Linked DNA regions of Anas platyrhynchos: region 1 is linked to region 2. The links are chromatin contacts, called in public Hi-C maps. All regions are on one chromosome and are shown on one strand. Each heading gives the region's core, a stretch centred on a gene start, on an enhancer-like site or on the middle of the called end of the contact. The rest is flanking DNA. Distances are from core to core; before and after follow the strand shown. Region 1 overlaps FGFR1 (fibroblast growth factor receptor 1). Region 2 holds the start of TACC1 (transforming acidic coiled-coil containing protein 1).

Region 1 (2,725 bases), core at 102-2,601, 66 kb before region 2:
CCAGCCCTGCCCAGGGCTCTGGAGCTTCCACCCCATTTCCTGCACGCTCTGCTCGGCCGCCCCTGGGGTTGGGGGTTATTTCCTCCCAGGGAAATAATTTATGGCTGGGGAGCTGCCCCCGGTGCTGCGGGATGCTCCTGTGCTTGGCATGGGGTGGGAGCAGGCAAAACCCTGCCCGGGACGCCCCCAGCCCCGCTCCCAGCCCCCAGCCCTGCTCCCGGCCCTGCACACCCGGAGCAGCGAGGTGGGATGGCGAGGAAGGCTCCTGACAGCGCTGGCAGCCAGACAAAGCCCAGCTCCCAGCCCAGCCGAGCAGCCAGAGCCTGGGCCGGGGCCAAGAGATTGTCTCGGTGCTGTGCAGCCGAAGGGCTTTAAAAGGAGAGGAGGAGGAAGGCGAGGAGTGGGAGACACAAAGGATGCTGCAGGAGCCAAAAGTGTGGCCACGGGTGAGGTGCTCGGTGGCCACCAGTGCCCGGTGCCGCCAGCCACGTGCTCGGGGTGCGGGATGGGGTTTGGGGTCTGGGTGTCCCCATCTCGGGGTCGGGGTGTCGCTGTGTCCCCGAGCTCGAAGGGGATGCTCCCAGGAAGGGCAGAGGGGCAGAACTGCAGAATTCCCCTGCCCCGGGTGCTGCCCCGTGCCCACCCAGAAACCCCCAAACCCCCAAACCTGCGGTGTGAGGGCAGGCACCAGCGGCGCTGCTGGAGTCGCTCTGCTTATTATCATATTTAATTGCCCTCCTGGTAACCCCAGGAAATGAGCAGAAGATTGTGATAGCAGCAGTTTCTGATGATGTAAACACGAGCTCCATCTCTCCCCGCCGCCTTGCCAAGCCGGTCCCAAGGAGAGCGGTGATTTATGGATGCCCCCAGCCCTGCTCCCCCCGCCGCTGCCTGCCTGGGCTGCGAGTTTAATCTAGGGCTGCGAATTCAACATAAATCACTTGATTAAAAGCCCTACTTAATTTAGGAGGGGAGGGGGCGAGAGCGCAGCTGATCGATTTAATTTACACATGGAAATAGCAACAAGCAGATGCTTTTAAAAGGGCCGGGGAGACAGGGAGCACCGCGAGCCTGCAGCCTTAACCATTTCCTGGCTAAGGAGAGGGGCTGCGAGCCCCTCGCCCTTGCCCCTCGCCCTTGCGGTGGGTGAGTCAGGTCCCAGCCACGCTGCCAGCCCTGGGGACCCCCCCGCCACGTCCCCCCCAGGGCTCCTGGCAATGCCCGTAACCGCCCGCTGCTCCCCGGTGCCTTTCCCAGGGCCGGCGCGGTTTCCGCGGGCAGCAGCTCACAGCTGAAGGCAAACGGCCTGGAGCTGGCACCGGATCCGTGCTGGGAGGAGGTGGAGAAGACGAAAAAAGTGCAGGGAGCAACTCGGGGCTGACGTCAGGGTGGAGGGAGGGCTGCGCGCGGCCGCCCAGCTGGAGACATCCCCGGCACCTCCGGACAGGGGGGGCCCAAAAACACAAACCTGTCCCCCCCCCGGCCTCCAAGAAGCCACCCAGCTGCTCAGCCTCGTCTTCCTCGCGGGGAGCAGCTCCCGATGGGTGGCGGGGAGGGGGTTAAGGGTCCCTGGGTCATCCCCAGCGCTGGAGGCTGGAGCCCAGCTGGCCTCATGCGCCGAGCTTTTGGCGAGGACGGCGGCGCGCACGCGGCTGCCAGAACATCTGGCTGCGCCCCCGGCCGAGCCCCCCCTGCTCTGGGAAGGGGCTCCCTGCCCGGGGACGGAGCGGCCGCGGGGGGGAACAGCCAGGGGGGTCCAGCCTGGGGGTGGGAAACACGTGGGGGTGACGCTGCCGCCGTCATGGGCACCGCGCGCTGGTGGCGGAGAGGAGGCAAAGGTTGCTGAACGGGGTGGAATTGGTACAGGGAATTTTGGGGTCAGGAAAAACAGCTCCCAGCAGAGCAGCCCGCATTCCTCGCAGCCTTTGAACTCCTCCTGCCCAAACGGGGAGCCCGGAGGAGCCGAGAGTCTGCGGCGTCTCCCAGCACCGGGGGCCAGGACCCGGCCGCACGTGGGACTGGCAAAACTGGGCTCCGGCGCGGCTTGGTTAAAGTCTTTAATAATTACAAGAATTCCAGATTCATTACAGAAGAGTTTACAACAAATAATATTTCTCCATACAAAGGCAAAATAAAACTTTTCAAGTAACAGCGCCCTGGCTCTGCCGTGCCGGGGAGGGACAGGGACGCGCGCCCCCACCAAGGCACCGCCGGGCAGCTCCGCGGGCCGGGCACCGGCACCGGCACCGCCGGGCAGGGCAGGGCCCGGGGAGGGCTGCCCGGCACCAGGACGCTCCCCGCGGCGCCGGTAAGGCACAGGAGGGCATGGCCCAGGAGCGGGGGCTGCCCGGGAGCGGGGGCCGTGCTGTGCCAGCGCCCCGGTGTCGGGGGGCTGCAGCCGGCCCAGCAGCGCCGGAGACCCCGGGAGCCAGGGGGGAGGAAAGGCCATTTACACCATGACAACGTGCTCCCAAAAGGCATCGACACATCATTATTACTGTTGAATACAACCCCATATAAAACTGAAGCAGCAGCAGCAATTCTTATTGAGGGACCTAAACTGAAATAGGTTTAGAACATAATTTAAAAAAATAAAAACAGCAAAAGTAGCAAAATATATGATTTTTTTTTTTTTATAGCAACTGATATCTACCAGCCACTAGTACCTTACTACCAAACTGGTATATCTCTGGTAACAACCCTTTTAAAAAGACATGTAAATATA
Region 2 (2,700 bases), core at 62-2,561:
CTGGCACGGCTCGACCTGCAGGCACTCACACCGGCACAGCCCTCGTGTGGTGCTTCTTTTAAATGAATGCAGAACATAAGAGCAGCCAAAAGAGTGTTCCAAGCTCTGCATCTTAAGCCTGGGACTGAAAAAAACAAACCAAACAAGACGCCATCCCTTCACCTCCTTCACGTACCTGCCCCGAGCGGAGTCAGGGCGCTGGGTTTTGCGCTCCCCTTGCACGGAGCAGAGGCTGGCCCTGCACCTGTGGCAGAGGAAACGTTCCCGTTATCAACAGCTTTTCCTGGGGAGCTCGGGGAATGGTCGAGGCTGCTGGCATGGCTGCGGGGTGCCCTTTGTGGCAAGCAGGGGGGTGCTGGGCTTTGCCCCGCTGCCCACACACCCGGACATGAGGGCGGTCAGGCTGATTGGGAAAACGTTTCCATCCAAGGAAGGCTTTTTATAGTTTTCTTTTTTTAGGAAGGTGAAAGCTTTCAAGGGTGTCATCGCTTTTCTTGCCAAAAAATAATGCAACCCAAGCCAGAACACCAAAAAAAAAAATTAAATTAATATTTGAGTTTTCAGTTTCTCAGAACTAAAAAGCCCCAAATGGTGTCAGAAATTGATGTGTTCACTCAGGCACTTTAATTAAAATAAATCCAAGCATAATGTTCCCTTAGCAGGGTCACCTCTGTGCTTTTAAGCTGCTCTGTTAAACCTTCCCCTGCGGAGGGGACTGCTGTGGGTTCTGGCTGCTGCCTGGTGCTGAGGCTGGCTGACCTTCCCTGCGAGGGGTGGTTTGGGGAGAGGCGATTCTAGGGGCAGAGGCAGCGTCGGTGCTTTATTGGGTCTCCTCGGCTTGGTGCCGGGGTATGATATAGCATCGGGCTTTCTGGTTGACAGAAGGGAGGAAAAAGTTCAGAATAAATCCACCAAAACTGATGCAAACATGGGGAGACATCGCTCTGCTTGGGATGCTGGTGCTGTGCCCGGGTCAGTCCCCACCGGCTGCGCCCGTTGTCCTGGGGGGGTCACCAACCCCCCCAGGCTTTTCCAACCCTCCCCATTCTGGGGCTCTGGAGGCAGGGGCAGCTCCCACACCGTGCCCCGGGGGCTGCTGCTTCTCCCCAGCCACCCCCGGCTCGTCGGGCAGCACCGGGTGGGAGCCCGCAGCCCACCCCCGGCACCTCGGGGCTGCCTGGGGGGGACCCACCGGGGGTCGCGCCCCAGGGCGCGGGGGTCGAGGGGCGCACCCGGCTAACGGGCACCCCCGGCCGGCCCCGCGGGGGGGGAGCAGCGGCCGCCGGGGCCGCGCCGAGCCGGGCCCCCCCCCGCGGAGGCGGGGACGCCTTCGGGGCCGGCCGAGAGCGGCGGCAGCGCCCCCCGGGCCGGCGGAGCGCGGGGTGCCCCGGGCCGGTGCCGCGGCCCCGCCATGGGGGGGGCCCAGAGCCAGAAGCCGCGGGAGGGGGGCGCCGCCGGGCGCCGGTAAGTGCGGGGTGCCCGGGGCCGGGGGGAGCGGTTGGGGTCGGGGGGAGCGGGTCGGGGTCGGGGTCGGGGTCGGGGTCGGGGTCGGGTCGGGGCAGGGGTCGGGGGGCGCCCTGCGCCGTGCCCGGCCCGTGCGTACCGGGCAGGCAGGGGGCGGCCGGGACCCCCGAAGGTTAAACGCGGCGGAAAGCTCCGCGGCTCCTTCTGTCTCCTCTCCTTCTTCGCTTCCCCTCCTCTCCTCCTCCGTGCTTACCGACAAAGCCCCCCCAGGCCCCGCGGGCTCGGGCTGCTCTGCGCTGCGGGTGCGCGGGGTGGGGGCGGCTCCGGCGCCCCTGCGCAAGTGGCGGTGCGCGGAGCAGGGGCAGAAGTTGAACTTCTCGGTGCCGCCGTTGGAAAAGGAGGGGTGGAAGTCGGAGCTGGATGCGAGCGGGGTCCCCGCTAGGAGCCGGGGGGCTGCGCGGGGCTGCCCGTAACCAGCGGGGTTTGGAAACTGCGAACAAAAGGAGCAGCCCGTGCTGGAGAGGAGAGCTGGGGACAGCTTATCTCAACATCAACCCAAACACTCCCTGCAACACAGAAATATTTCCCTTAAGTGAGCCACCCGGTGGTGCGCTCGGGGAGCTTTGCTGCTGCGTTTTGGAGCGGGAGCAGATCGGGTGCACGCCAGCAGCGCCGGCCTGCAGCGGGTGGCTGCTGCCTGCACCTGCCCTGCCCTGCCCTGCCCCTGCCCTGCAGCGTGTGCCAGGTTTCAGCGAGCAGGTGCTGCCACTTCTCGGCTGCTGCTCTGCCGAATGACTACAAACACCCCTCAGTTTGCAAGCTCTGGCTTTGGCCAGGGAGAACCGAGCACGTTCTGTCCTTTGTCACTGCTCTGCCCTGCCCATGATTTCCTTGCAGTGTTCTGGATATGAACTAGAGGTGTTCCCGGGCAGAAAACCCCTGCCATTGTTTGCTGTGTGCTGGAGCAAGCAGCCAGAGCTGTGTGAAGGCAGCCACAGGAGGGGAACATGCTGGGGACGTGGCGAGGCAGCTGCCCACCGCGGGGCCTTTCAGTGGGCAAACGAGGCACAGCCCCAGCCCCTGGAGCACCAAAGGGGGCTTCCCAGGGGCTGCTGTGCTGGGAGAGAGGTGCTAGAGGGTTTCTTGACATGGCAGGGCCCTGGGGATGCTCCACCTCATGGTGCTTCTCATGTGGGGCTTGTCACGGGGCGCTGCGGGGTCCCTGGTCCATCCCGT

Evidence for each region. Hi-C and Micro-C count contacts between places; a contact is called where the count stands out from the background.
Region 1: a Hi-C map of small yellow follicle shows a contact between it and region 2, with 4 times the contacts expected there. The contact joins the enhancer-like site here to the promoter of TACC1 in region 2. A contact is called at or near these places in 4 of 8 Hi-C or Micro-C datasets (skeletal muscle, small yellow follicle and subcutaneous adipose tissue).

Annotation. Positions count from the first base shown.
Region 1 is chr23:675,612-678,336 of IASCAAS_PekinDuck_T2T, reverse strand. FGFR1 (fibroblast growth factor receptor 1) reads right to left here. Exons shown (of 18, transcript XM_072027251.1): 18 at 2,045-2,725. Among named protein-coding and RNA genes, the nearest start is that of NSD3, 6.9 kb to the left of the region's middle. Within about 2 kb of position 1,351, at least 1 of the 8 cell types and tissues checked has an H3K27ac peak or open chromatin away from gene starts, as enhancers often do. A contact at or near this core is called in subcutaneous adipose tissue, where this site is marked.
Region 2 is chr23:609,628-612,327 of IASCAAS_PekinDuck_T2T, reverse strand. TACC1 (transforming acidic coiled-coil containing protein 1) reads left to right here and starts at 1,311. Exons shown (of 14, transcript XM_072027255.1): 1 at 1,311-1,464. The coding sequence starts at 1,412.